2 separate regions of the Mus musculus genome follow, and region 1 is linked to region 2. The links are chromatin contacts, called in public promoter capture Hi-C maps. All regions are on one chromosome and are shown on one strand. The core of a region is the stretch at or near the end of the contact, and the rest is flanking DNA. Distances in the headings are between cores, read along the strand shown. Region 1 holds the start of Cubn (cubilin (intrinsic factor-cobalamin receptor)). Region 2 holds the start of Rsu1 (Ras suppressor protein 1).

Region 1 (6,901 bases), core at 1,674-4,173, 220 kb before region 2:
ACTATTTATTATATATTTATCTCTCTGTTTGAAAAGATTTTTGTATTTACTACTGTATATGTGTGTGCAAATGTGTGCATGTGTTGGGTGTTCACATAGGCTAGAGCGGTAAGAACTGGGAGCTGGAGTTACAGACAGTTCTACCTGATGTATGTGCTGGGGATGGAAAGTCTGGTCCTTTGAAAGAACAGTGCATGCTCTTATCCACTGAGCCATCTCCCCATCGTACTACACCACATCTGCCTCTTAAACAATAAGACTTGTTATTTCAACATCAGCTCAAAAGAAAATCAAGTTGAAGGGGTCTGCAACCCTATAGGAGCAACAACAATATGAACTAACCAGTACCCCCCTCCCCCCCAACCAGAGCTTGTGTCTCTAGTTGCATATGTAGCAGAGGATGGCCTAGTAGGCTATCAATGGGAGGAGAGGCCCTTGGTCTTGGGAAGATTATACGCCCCAGTACAGCAGAATGCCAGAGCTGGGAGTGGGTTGGGGAGCAGGCTGGGGGGAGGGTATAGGGGACTTTTGGGATAGCATTTGAAATGTAAATGAAGAAAATATCTAATAAAAAAAGAAAGCTAAAAAAATAAAATAAAATTAGTTGCTGAACTTAAAAAAAAATAAAAACATTAAAAAAAAAGAAAATCAAGTTGAAATATACTTTCTTTGGTTGTGTTAGTTCAATTATAGTGGTCAAATAGGACAGGAGTAAAACAGGGTCACATTTTAAATTCTTTTTTTTTTTTTTTTTTTTTTTTCGAGACAGGGTTTCTCTGTGTAGCCCTGGCTGTCCTGGAACTCACTCTGTGGACCAGGCTGGCCTCGAACTCAGAAATCCACCTGCCTCTGCCTCCCAAGTGCTGGGATTAAAGGTGTGCACCACCACTCCCAGCTACAGGGTCACATTTATCCACTGTATCAAACTGAGCAGCTATATTTGAGAAATTTAAATTAATTTAAATTTAAGGTTTTAAAATTTAAATGACAATGCAAATGAGAGAGAGAGAGAGAGAGAGAGAGAGAGAGAGAGAGAGAGAGAGTATCCTAGATCTTTGCACTTTAGGGGACTTCCCAGTGAAGGAGAAGGAGAAATCAGAAAGAAGAAAGTTCAGACATAACGATCAGCATGCAGTCAGAGCTGACTTTTCTCCAGAAACTTCTGGAAGAGGAGCCATCCTCCAGCCAATCCAGGGAGCTGTGGTTCCCTTGAGCTGCTGTTGACTTGCTCAAAGCGTATGTTGAGCCAGGGCTCTGGGATGGGCCTTGGGTGGCTTGCTGGGAGAGAAGCTGGGGTGCTGATATTGGGAGTTACCTGCTGGGCTTCTAGACCCTAGGAATTTCTCTAGGGCTCAGGTAGCCTCTCTCTACTGTGTGCAGCATCTACAGATGGCAGAAATTCGAGACTAACTATAGTTTCAGTGCAAAGGTCATTGGGAAATATATGTAGCCAGCTTTTAATTTTGTGGTCCATAGGCTTGTACTTCTGCCATTGCATCTGCGGCTCATCAGAGCCTTTTGTATTTTCTCTGTGGATCTCTACAAGCATTAAACAGGGAGCCCTCATTCTCCTGCACTGTAGCCTGCAGCAATCACCATTCTCGGTTTCTGTATCAGAGTCAAACTCATCCAGGCACCGTATGTAAGCAGGCTCGTAGATGGTGGTTTTCTTTCACTTTCCTGTATCTACTTTGTAGTGTGTGCTGATTTGTTTTTTTTTTTTTTTTTTTATGGCTGAAAAACATTCTATTGTATATTGGGTGTGGTAGTGTGAACCTGTAATTCTAGGAATCTCTATGCTCTTTTCTATAGTAGCAGTGCCATTTACTGGGTATGGAATTATGTCTCATGGTTTTGATTTAGAGTCACCAGATTAGCAGAGCTGCTAGCCATATGGTCACAAATGTCTGTAAGTCTTTTCTGAGGGTATTTCCACTCTGTTCTTTGGCTTTTTTTTTTTTTTTTTTTTTTGTTGCATACTTTCTTGTTAAATTGTGGGATTTTTTTTTTTTTTTTAAGTTCTGGATGTTAATCTCATTTGGTATATATGTTTTCCAACTACTTCCTTTGCTTCTTTGAGTTACTTTAAAAATACAACTATTTTTTTCTTTGACAGTTTCATATATGTATGTCATATATTTTGATTATATTCATCCCATTGCCTTCTCCTATCCTCTCCCTGCTCTCACTGAGCCCCTTCTTTCAAAAACAAAACAAAACAAAACAAAACAAAACAAAACAAAACAAAACAAAACAAAACAAAAAAGTTCGTACTCTTTTCATGCCTGTGTGCAGGTGTGGCCTCCTGGGCTTCATTAGGGTTGCCTAGGTGAACATGGTGAGGATTATTTACTGGAACTCGGGGCCACTTCCCTGTGGCTCCCCACTGATGTAAGCTGATCCCCTGAAGTTGCCTTTGAATCCTCTTGAATTTTGACACTGACTCCTTCTCCTGGTTTCTTTTTGGTTTTACTGTTCCTACTTTTGTGGTTCAGGGCCGAGAAATGAGTGCAAATCCACGGTCACGACTTCTTCCCCATTTCTTCTTAAATTTGGGGCTCCGAAGAACACTTAGCAGTAACCTTTATGCACAGTATGAGATAAAGAAATCACTTCTTTTGCAGAAATTCTATTTCTCCAGCACTATTTACCAAAAGCTGAGAGCCTCCTAAGCAAGGATTCCTTCAGTGGATGATTCCGGAGCCGCTGGTTACTGTTTCAAAGGTTAAGCAAATAATGATTAAGTTGTGCATAACTTAAGGTAGATTTTGACCCCTCACAAGTTGAACAGTACTAGAGATCTAAGATCATTGACATTCTTCAGGAAGGAGCAAAATAACTTAAGCCTTCTTGGAAAGACTGGAAAGTTAAAGAATATTTTGCTGATCAAAGAGCAACTGGCTGCAAGCAGCCCTCAAATTCTGGACTCAGCTGGCCAGAGTGGTCTCCCTCTTGCCGGCGAGGTGAGCGGGGGAGCTGCGGAGCATGGCCTCACATTTTCTCTGGGGTTTTGTTACTTTATTGATGGTACCCGGATTAGACGGTGAAACTGGAACACCAGAGCAGAAGCTACAGAAAAGAATTGCTGATCTCCACCAGTAAGTATAAGCGTGGCTTATTTCTGCTAAGGGACTGGAGTCTATCCTTGCTGTCCGTAACAAATAACACGAGAAGTCAAAGTTTCTCAAGGAAAGTAGCGATGTTAAAAAGCCCCTGGGGAGAAGATTTGGGCTGGTATAAAGAACTGTTTTCTGATTTACAAATGGTCTTTGTTCACTTGTGAGTGAGTCACATCTGCGATTCCTGGGAAATATATCATTAAGAAATTCTCAGAGAAATAATGATAGATGAATAGAGACGGTTTGGTTGGATTGAGTGTGAAATGAGGATATGTATAGCAAGTCTATCATTATTCCGCAAGAAACTTGGTTTAAAATTTAAAACTCTATGTGCTAATTACTGATGAATTCTCTGCTCAAATTGTATAGGCCTCGGATGACTACGGAGGAGGGAAACTTAGTGTTTCTTACAAGCTCTGCCCAAAACATTGAATTTAGAACTGGTTCCCTGGGGAAAATCAAATTAAATGATGATGACCTTGGCGAATGTTTACACCAGGTAATGCACTGGGAAAACACAGCTCTTGCTTTGTTAATCAATATATACTAGCTTAAATTGACCAGCTCAATATTAGTCAGCACCTTGAATCCTGAGCACAGAAAACACAACCATAAGATCAGGTCTTAAAAAGAAGCCTTATGCTGGAGAGATGGCTCAGTGGTTAAGAGCACTGACTGCTCTTCCGGAGGTCCTGAGTTCAAATCCCAGCAGCCACATGGTGGCTCACAACCATCTGTAATGAGAAAAAGAAGCCTTATAAAGACTTCATGGTGAGGAGAGAGGGGTCAATGCCAGAAGAGGAGGCTCATTGCTTAGGGACAGATTTCACCATTCAGAGAAGAGCCAGAAAGTCAGAGCTCCTCTACCAGAGAGGAAGTAAGGAGGGGACCAGAGCAGGCACAGATGCGTTCTATAGGGAGGGAAGATGAGTTCTGCATAGAAGGAATAAAGGGGAAATAGAGCAGGCACAGATGTGTTCTGTGCAGTGTGTGTGGGGCAATAAGGAGGGGACCAGAGCAGGCACAGATGTGTTCTGCAGGGAGGGAAAAGGGAGAACCAGAGCAGGCACAGATGTGTTCTGTGCATTGTGTGGGGCAATAAGGAGGGGACCAGAGCAGGCACAGATGTGTTCTGCAGCACTATTGCCACAGCAGAGTAGTCAGTTACTCTAATACTTTATTGAACGCTTTCCATACTCAGCATTAATAACATCACATGCTGCGGCTGGGTCATGCACTTGTGTGTTATATTGCTTGACTCTCAGGACTCCCCCATGAAAGTGTTGATTATTATTCCACTTATGAGTTACAAAGTGGGCAAATATTTAATGTCCAAAAATAGACAATAAGTAATTGGGGCAAGATTTAAAATTCAAAAGGTCTCATTCAAAAGCATACATTTTTGTGTTACTAGGGGTTGAATGGAGAAAGTTTTAAATTATATCGTAGTCAAGCTCTCTCTCATTGAGCTATAGCCCAAGACTACCACACTTCTTAATATGCACTCTAAAACGTTATTACATTATGGGAAAATACATATACAAAAGTCATTGTAGCTCTAGAAGAGTCAACTGAGCTTTGCCACATGTTTTGAATTTATAATAATGAAGCTTTAGTGCTTGCTCCTGTAAGATGGAAATATTTTTCCATATTGTTATTCTTTTCTTTTTCTTTTTAAAATATTAGATCCAGAGAAACAAAGATGATATTATAGATTTAAAAAGGAATACAACTGGTCTTCCTCAAAATATACTTAGTCAAGTCCACCAACTTAACTCGAAGGTAAGGTCGACATATGCATTGCGCTCATGGTAAGAGCCATGAGTTCTTGTCAATCCAACTTTGTACGTAGTGAGCTCTTTTGTCGTTAGCTGTTTATCGTTACATTGTGAACTTTGGGGTCAAGTGGCATAGCTGTAATGGAGGCTAGGGAGTGGTAGTGGCAGAAGGCAGTAAGCACTACGGCAAGGCTTTGTTCAAGTTCTGATAGCATCTCCCTTGCCCAAGGCTTGGCTTTGTTCAAGTCTTGATAGCATCTTCCTTGCGAACCAAGGGGGGGTTATCACTGTCTTTGTGCTGTAATCTCCTTGTGAAGGAAACAGAGAGTCAGCTTATCAGTGGGCTGAACTTCTTTTTAAAAGACCTTTAAAAATTTACAGGTAGAAAGAAACCCCAGAAGGGAAGGGAATAAGGAGGGGGAAAATAATGAATGAAAACCAACCAAGCAAAATGAGTCCCTAAAAGAGCAGCATAGCAATGGGTAACATCACGTGACAGTCTCTGCGCTCGGTAATTGGTGCATTTTCTTCCCCGCTGCTACAGCTCGTGGATCTTGAGAGAGATTTTCAAAGCTTACAGCAGGTAAGTTCTACGGATGGATAGTCACCGAAAATATGTAAGCAACATTTCTAAGGTAAATATGGCTGTTGTTCCTCTGTAAACCTAGTACTCAGGAGACCGAACCAGGAGTATTGAGAGTTTGAATCCAGCTTACCGTACGTAGCAAGTTACAGACCACCTTGATATACATAGTATGAATTAACCTAAAATAATAATAATAATAAATAGTAGTAGTAATATAAATGAATCAATAGTTTCATTTTAAGCGGTCAATCAATACCAAGGACTTGATTTTCCATTGTTTGATTCCTGCTCCTGCCTCCGTCCCTAGGATGTACGAGAAAACCCAGGGCAGTATGCCACCCTAAGGTCACTAAGAATGTAGGATCTTCTACACCTGAGTTCACAGCCCTCAAGCCCCACCCCTTACTGTCTCCTTTAGCCATCCTGCTGTGGCTTTACTTGTGTATGTTTGGTCAGCTAGTGATCCCCCAGCTGGCATCAATAACTGAGTCTCAGAAAACCACATAGCCTCTCCTCGCTGAGCTCAGAATACTGGGGCTGTACAGTGTTCTCGGCTCCTTAAAACTGCACTGGCTGGCAGTTCAGCTTAAAACACTCCCCAGAGCAAATACACTCTAACCTTGCTATGTGTAGGCAAGACTGTGTTCATTTATGCTTTTCACCTTCCTTGTGGGCAAATGACTAAAACATCGGTTGAAACCATAACCCTTCTGCCCAAAGAAATGTATAGAATGTACCAATACTTATGATTCTGCAATTCCCAGTTAATAATATCTGCTCAAATAGTTACAACTCCTTTCCATAACGGTTGACCTCCTACTGTGGGCATTAAGTTTGGTGAACAACTTCATGTTCTCTGTTCATCACTTCGAGAACACATTGTACCTCAGCCTTCACATCTTCAGGGAATAGCTGAGCACATGAGAACATGTAAAGAGAACTGGCTGCTGTGGAGCAAAGCATCATGGGGGTTTTCAAACTCCTACAGTGCTTCCCAGTTTCATTGCTGGTCAAGAACTGGAGATTGCGATTAAAATGAGCTTCCGCTGTCCTCTCCCCTATCGTCGGGGTCAAGGTTTTAATGGTTTCCAATGTCAATTTCCTTCTGCTTTGTGATAGGACAAGGTCAGCAGTCACTGCCACCCCCTCCTCCTCTTCCTCCTGACTGCTAACTAATTTTCGTTCCTGCTAGAACCCCCAAATCTATGGCTTTGAACTGCTTTCGTTCACCAGAAAACTCAAAAGTTTGTGGCCAATGTTCTTAATAATGTCCTTTGGCCCTTTACTGGACATAACTCATTGTGGTTCTGACATGAAGACAAATCATAGGAGGGAAGAAAGCAGAATTCACAGACACACATGAATGTGTAGTCCTGGGATTTATAACAAGGACAGAGAAAGAATGGGCTTTGCAGTAA
Region 2 (7,124 bases), core at 4,405-6,904:
GTGAGGCCCACCATTACCTCCCCAACCATCGCCTTGCAGCCTTCTGTCTCTGGAGGCATTCTGTTGTATTAATTAATGCACTAATTATTGGTGTGTCACAGTTAGAAATATATGTTGCTTCACTCTTAGAACTTCTATAGAGTTTCTATAGGTAACACTTTAAGTATGCTGATATTTCTAGAAATATGTTTGATTTAAAAAATAACCTTTCTTCCCCTCCTCCTCAATTGCAGGACACTGTGGTAGCACCCTTTCATGCTTCATCAAATCGGGTCTTCATAAGATTCCATGCGGAGTATGCAACCGTTTCTTCAGGATTTGAAATAATGTGGAGTAGCTGAATCGGGAGAGCTGTGTGTAACCCCTCTGGCTCTGCCCCGCGCCGTCAGACGCAACCCGCAACCCTGCCCAGAACTCTGTGGTTCTCATCCCCATCTCTGCCCACGCCATCAAACACGGACTGAGCTTCTATGGCCTTTACAAGAGAAAGTGTATGACCAATTTTTTTACATTTGGTGTTCTGAAGGCAGAGCCTGGTGGTGTTCCACTCAGGTGTACATGCCATCCTTACTGGATGCACCATTTAGTGGAGACCTTTTAAAACGTTCTTTAAAGGGTAGAAATTATCCTGGCACACTGATGTACATTTCTAAAAGTTGGTGATACAAATAGCTGTATGGTTTCCACTATACAAAAGTCAAAGTACGGGTAATAAACATTTCTTAAAACCATACAGTTCCATTGTCTCCATTTTTAACCCATTGCGATCAGGTTTTCACTGTGACGTGCGCTCGAAGATTTATTGTGGCCTCTGAAACTGCTTCCCAACACGAACTCCGACTTCTCCTCCTTGGATTTGTTTCCATCACACTGAAAAGGGCATGGTGGGCCATGCAGTAGGAGCATGTGCAGTACCACTCACTTGGCAGAAAACCAGGAAGTGAAGCACTTTAGCGCCCCAGTTCCTCCTGCCCAGGCTTTTATGGCCTCCCCAAACAGCGCCACCAGCTGGAGAACAAAGGTTCTGCAGCCCCCCAAACGGCTACACCAGCTGGCACCCAACTAACTGTTACAATCCAATAGCCATGAGGGGGCGGGGCATGTCAGATTCAAACCACAGCACACTAAATTTTCAGAAAAAAATCAGCCTTACTCTCCATTGCACAGCGACTGTTCCTCTCTTTAGCTTTGCACACACCTTTCTCACACAACTCAAGCCCTGGTATTCTGCATAGCATACTGCCCACATCATACAGAAATGCATCATACTTCCAGCCTGGTAGTTACAACTCACACAGGCCATCAGTTCTTATTCTATGTGTACTTTATTTAACAACTTCATGTTACCTTTCAGGCCTTATTTCAAGCTACTGCCGTAACAGACAAGAAACCCATGAATATTTGGTTGTAAAAGCTGGCTGTCTCTGTTTAAAAGGTGTTAGTAAAAGCAAATTCTCAAAGAAATAATGTTCCAAGAAGGATCATGCTCTAGTCCTGAAGCATATTTTGTGTATTTCTATTCAAGTTAAGCCAAGAACACAGAGCATTTTTGTAGACAGTTATATTATTAACAAGCATAAAAAATGCACAGACCCTTGCATATGCCAGCTCGTCCCTGAGCGGTGGGGATCACAGTGTGGTGCAGTTGTGTATCAGAGTGTGTCACCTCAGGTGCCCTAGCTCTGCAGCTTTGTCAGGACTGAGAGCATCCTACAGCATGTTGTTGCCTCCAGGTGGGTAACTAAGAGTGGTACCCACTACTTCACTTCCAGGAGGAAACCAAGTGCTTTCAGAGATTGCCACCGTCTCCAGCAGATCAGACAACTTCACAGAAAGAAACTTAGTACAGGTTAATCACGCTAAGCAAAGTCTTAGAGACTTGCGCTGAATGAGAGTGTTGCTTCAGCTGACTTCAACACTCAAATACTGAAGAAATTGTTTCTGTAGGGAACAGAGCGGCACCAATGAAGTATCATCGTAAACAGCTCTGCTTCCCATTAGCTATGCATATATCTAAAGTGTGTGGATAATGCTGTATTGGAAATGTGGTAAAGCAATGGGTAACATCATTAAATCCAAAAGACCCCGACAAGCTGAACAAGGGACCAATTGCAAGAAGACCATGGTGTCATCCATGCATGAGGCCATATTGATCTGGCTTCTGGGAACTTCTCATGTCTTAAGACAGAGCAAGATCACTCATTCACCCCCACAAAGAGAGCAAGCACAACCAGGGTTTTCTTCCTGGTGAGGAGTCCTTTGAAAACTCAGAGTCCATTCCCCCTTTGCTGTGCATACAGAGCTTATGTTTTTGGGGTGGCTACTGTCTGACCACCTAAGTATGTCCCCTCAGGCCTAGACGTCTACCTTTGAAATATTGTAGAGCTTTGCCTCTTTTTTAAAAAAATAAGTTTTCAACTTTAGAATTACATGATAATATTGAGTAAGCGTTCTTCAATTCTATAGTCACACTTCCTGGACATAGTAGTGTGCATCTTGGAAAAGCATGGATCCTTCTCATAGATACTTCGTTCTGTGGAAACCAACTGAGATAAAGCTCTCTCTCTCCAGGGAGGCCCTATCTCCTATTCGCTAGGACAGGAGCCTGTGAGCGATTATTCAGATTCAAATAACAAGGGCTATAAACCCCGAGTACAGTCCGAGAATGAACTTAGCTAGAGGAAATGGATTTGACAATTTTATTTATAGCCAGCCCTCAGAAGATCTGATGATAACCCATTTACAACTTGAGATTTGTGAACACCTGGAATGCAGGAGTCTTGGGCATGCGCTGAGGTCCCCTACTTGTGGGAGCTGATGTTAACTGCATCTGTACAGTGTCGGAATTGAGATAAACTGTAGGACGCAGCTGGTACCTGCTGGAGAATGGTTTGGGATGTGGAAATGGCCTCCTCCAGCAAGTTTTGGCAGTATAATGTGTTGAATGTTATAAGAGTAGCAAAACACAGTTTATTTTTTCCTTCTCTCCAACAAGGGTAAAACTAATTTCTAGAAAATTCAGAGAGTGGATGGAAATGTGTTGATAAAGGTGTTAGCATTCTATCTAAACTCCACCCCACATTTACCTGGTAACAGCCAAGTATGCTCCTCCCCACAGTTACCTGGTAACATCCAGGTAGGCTTGACCCACTATAAAAGGGGCTGCTTGTCCCCTCCTCCTTCTCTTGTTCTCTTATCTCTTGCTTCTCTCTTGCTCTTCCGTTCCCCATTCCCTTCCATTACCCATCTCTCTGAGTGCTCATGGCCATGGGCCAGCCTCTACTTCTCTTCTCTTTCTCTTCCTCTCTCTCTCTTTCTCTCTCTCTCTCTCTATCTCTCTGCTACTCTCTTAACTCTCCTCCCCATACCTTGAATAAACTCTATTCTATACTATACCCTCGTGTAGCTGGTCCCTTAGGGGAAAAGGATGCCTCTGCATGGGGCCACTGAGACACCCCCTGCCCCCCATGCCTCACCACACCCCCATAGAATATACCCCCTTTTTCTTTATCTTTTTATAAACACATCAAAGGGGACTTGTTTCCCCAGATAATTTCAAGACAGGAGCACAACGGAGATGGGAATTGCTGGTCCAGGAGTTGTTTGTGTGTGTGGCTGCCTGTTGCAGTGAGAGATGGTAAGGCAGGAAGTAGGGGAAGTAGTATAGCTGACACTCATAACTGCCATTCCCCTGCACCAGCAAAGGCAGGTTGGGGATGACTTTCTGCACAGAACTGTACTCTTGTCTCTAAAGAAACGTAACAAATAACTCAGGGAGAAAAGGATGCAGACTTAGACGGAAACAAATCCACTTACAACAGTGAGAGGGGGTCAGGAAACAACACAAATCATGCAGAAAAATCAGCCAAGGTCTTCAGGCTTGAACATGAAATGTTAACTAAGATCAATTACCAAAAAAGACTCTTGCCTGAGGAGCCAACAAAAGTAGACTGTTGAAACAAACTGACTTAGCAAACAGAGGTAAGGTTAAACTTATTGTCTTTAGAGCTGCTGAGAAAAAGAAATATCCATTAGAGGAAGAAGGGAAGGTCATGATGCAAGAGATCTGCTGTGGTCATCATAGCTGCGTGGAGGATGAACTGAACTGGGGTGAGGGAAAGTAATGTGAGGGTGCAAAGAAAGGCGGCAGTCTCCAGGCTAAGGGGGCAGGGTAGGGGTAGAAGACATCAAATCTTCCTGCATTTGACTTTGGGCTTCCAGCCTTCAGAATTATGGCGTTTTGTTACACCAGCCCTAAATGATGCTTTAAACTTATATAGTAAAACTATCTCCATCAGAAACAGCCAGAGAAAAACTATCAGTAACCTTTCAAAAAGCACTAATAAATATTGATGCTTTGGGCTTAGAGGGCTCACAGAAACTGAAACTGCATCCACAGCTTGTATGAGACTGTGCTAGATCAGTGCTCTCAGCAAATGTCTAGCTTAAGAAGTGATGAGGCAAGCCGGGCGTGGTGGCACATGCCTTTAATCCCAGCACTTGGGAGGCAGAAGCAGGCGGATTTCTGAGTTCGAGGCCAGCCTGGTCTACAGAGTGAGTTCCAGGACAGCCAGGACTATACAGAGAAACCCTGTCTCGAAAAACCAAAAAAAAAAAAAAAAAAAAAAGTGATGAGGCCTGGACAATGCAAGTTGCCTGCATTGCAAGTATCATCGTTTCATCTGAAGTGTGTTTAAGGAGAAATTTCTGCTTTCAAATTCAAAGTGCCGAATCTTTTTCTAGTACCTGCTTGGCTCATTGCTTATATATGTGTGTCTAAACTTCTGCACGTCTGTCTGACTGCTTATCTGTCATGTACCTAATGCCAGAGGAATAATTCTGGAATGATTTCCTATTTAATAGTGTGAAATTGTCACTAAGATTAAGTTTTTTACTGGGTCATCAAGATCTAGTCATTAGGAGGTAGAACCCAGAGGGTCAGCAGAAAGTTTATCTATCTATCTATCTATCTATCTATCTATCTATCTATCCATCCATTCTATTTGAAGAAAGTGGGAGAGTTCTAAGAGCCAAGATTTCACGGTTCATGGGTGTAAACACCAACTCAGACTTCTGACATAGTCGTGGTTTACTGTTAGCATCTAACCCTAAGGGAGATAGATTCCAGTTCCCAAGACCAAAAGGAACGGAGCAAAACAGTTAGATACAGAAACCTGTGAGTTACCAGCTGAGGACATAAGTTTCGGGCGGAATCTTTGTCTTCAGAATCTTTACCATAATCCAGACCTCATACCTCCACCAGGTCTGCGACAGCCAGGGGCACACGAGGGACTCACGGTAACAACTCTCCGTGGGAGGGGACCGGCAACGAAAGACGCAGGACAAAAGAGAGTACCTGACTTGTGGATTTCTCAGGACGGAACTCCAAATCCCTCAACACAAGCTGCATTCTAAGAGTCTACCTCGGTACCAGCGACCAGCTTAGAATCCCCTGCTTCCGCCCACAGAACTTTGTCCTTCAGCTAGCTTACTGAGCATGCGCAGAATCTAGATCACATGCACTTGCTGAGTCCAATTCAAGTTCCAAACTCAAGAAGATGGGCGTTCCTCAGCGTAGGGCGGAGTCTCTGAGACTAAAACGTGTACGATTGGTCCGCCTCGGGGTCCACTTTCTTCAGTGGGCAGAGCCTCGCCTGGAGCCACAGCTGGGAAACAGTTCTCCTAATTTGGGAAGTGTCAGGCCGGGAGGGGCGTGGGGTTGGCCGGATTTTGTGTGCGCCTGCGCGATCGCTGGGACAGGGTGTGTTCCTGCTGCGGGATCCTGTTTTCGGCTGATCCAGTTCATCGCTCTCCACCCGAGTTTCCCTTGCAGGTCCCTAATCACACCCACCAGGTGTTGCTCGCTGCGGTGAGTGTGCGGGGTCCAAGTCCTCCATTAAGGACTCCATGGTGATACCCATTCTCCCCTAGGCAGCCCTGGAGAATTCAGCCTGGGCCTCTGCTCCTTTCCTGCCTTAACCTGCCCCACAACCCCCAGGCTCCCATTTTTGCCATCATCCACGTGCTTTGTTGTCCTTTGCTACAGAACATGTCCAAGTCACTGAAGAAGCTGGTGGAGGAGAGCAGGGAGAAGAACCAGCCGGAAGTGGACATGAGTGACAGGGGTATCTCCAGTATGTTGGATGTCAACGGCTTGTGTAAGTTCTCTTGGACAGTTGCTAAGTTTGTAAGTAACTGCTCTCTTGGGAGGCGAGTTTCGGAAGCCTGCCATTCCACCTTTGCTCGTCACTTGGTCACTTGTCAGGAGCTTGCAAACCACAGTTAGTTCTGCTGGGACTGGTGAACCAGATGAGAACGTCACACGAGGTGTGCTGCAGTTCCTTCTCAGCGGGTGAGGGAGCTTCATAGCTTTGAAGTCCATCTTCCATGTAGTGTCCCAAGTAGCCATTTTTGTTTGTAATTTGGAAGTCACGTTTTACTCTATGAATCATGAGCTGGTGGTACTCAAAAATTACATGCATAGTAAGAATTCTTGTGCCAGTAGTATTTTCAACATTTTCCTTCATTACGTATTCCTGGGTCATTCTCCCATTTGTGTTCAGGCATTGCTCAATCTTGTGATCCAAGCTCAGCACCCGTTTAATCAGGGTGTTGCTTTCAGCTGTGAACTTATATGACTCTTACTTTATTGTTTTTTTCTCATCTGTAAAACCAGACAGGGAACTCAGTACAAGTGGGAATGGTCATAAACTCCATTGCCTGTGCCCTTCTCATGGGCATCTCCTCTTCTCCACATGGAGACGGTTATCCCCATGTGTAAATGCTGCATCACTATCGCCAGATTTTGTGTTGAGAATTCTAGTGTCCACTTTTTCATGATCTTTAAATTCTGCAAACTAATTCTGGTCTTTGAAAACACTTTTTAAGTAAGTCACCACGCTTCTGTAGGTTCCTGTGACTTCATTTGGATCCTCTGAGAGCTTAACTGTTGAGAGTGGTACCCCCACATTCCTCAGCGGGACATACAAGGTCTGATTCTGATCATAAACCGATCCCTTCCATGCATTCATTCCAAGCGATGTTGAATAAGCTCCACTGAGTGACCCTGAGCAGCCAGATCTTCCTGACTTGCAAGTCTGTTGTCTCCTTATCTATATGCCTTT

The links. Capture Hi-C pulls out chosen DNA fragments and counts their contacts.
Region 1: a contact with region 2 is called in a promoter capture Hi-C map of adipose tissue. The contact joins the promoter of Cubn here to the promoter of Rsu1 in region 2. A contact is called at or near these places in 8 of 39 promoter capture datasets (the C10 cell line, the HPC-7 cell line, embryonic stem cells and 3 more), 1 of 484 Hi-C or Micro-C datasets (bone marrow-derived macrophages), 6 of 115 datasets of contacts at active chromatin or transcription factors (bone marrow-derived macrophages, embryonic stem cells, extraembryonic endoderm stem cells and 3 more) and 5 of 9 other capture datasets (adipose tissue, embryonic stem cells, liver and 2 more).

The regions. Positions count from the first base shown.
Region 1 is chr2:13,487,898-13,494,798 of GRCm38.p6, reverse strand. Cubn (cubilin (intrinsic factor-cobalamin receptor)) reads left to right here and starts at 2,923. Exons shown (of 67, transcript NM_001081084.2): 1 at 2,923-3,098; 2 at 3,489-3,618; 3 at 4,806-4,901; 4 at 5,442-5,480. The coding sequence starts at 2,986.
Region 2 is chr2:13,269,945-13,277,068 of GRCm38.p6, reverse strand. It overlaps Rsu1 (Ras suppressor protein 1), which reads left to right and starts at 5,654. Exons shown (of 9, transcript NM_009105.4): 1 at 5,654-5,869; 2 at 6,047-6,158. The coding sequence starts at 6,050. Gm13270 (a long non-coding RNA gene) reads right to left here and starts at 5,492. Exons shown (of 3, transcript XR_865976.2): 1 at 5,357-5,492. Cubn (cubilin (intrinsic factor-cobalamin receptor)) reads left to right here. Exons shown (of 67, transcript NM_001081084.2): 67 at 234-731. The coding sequence ends at 341.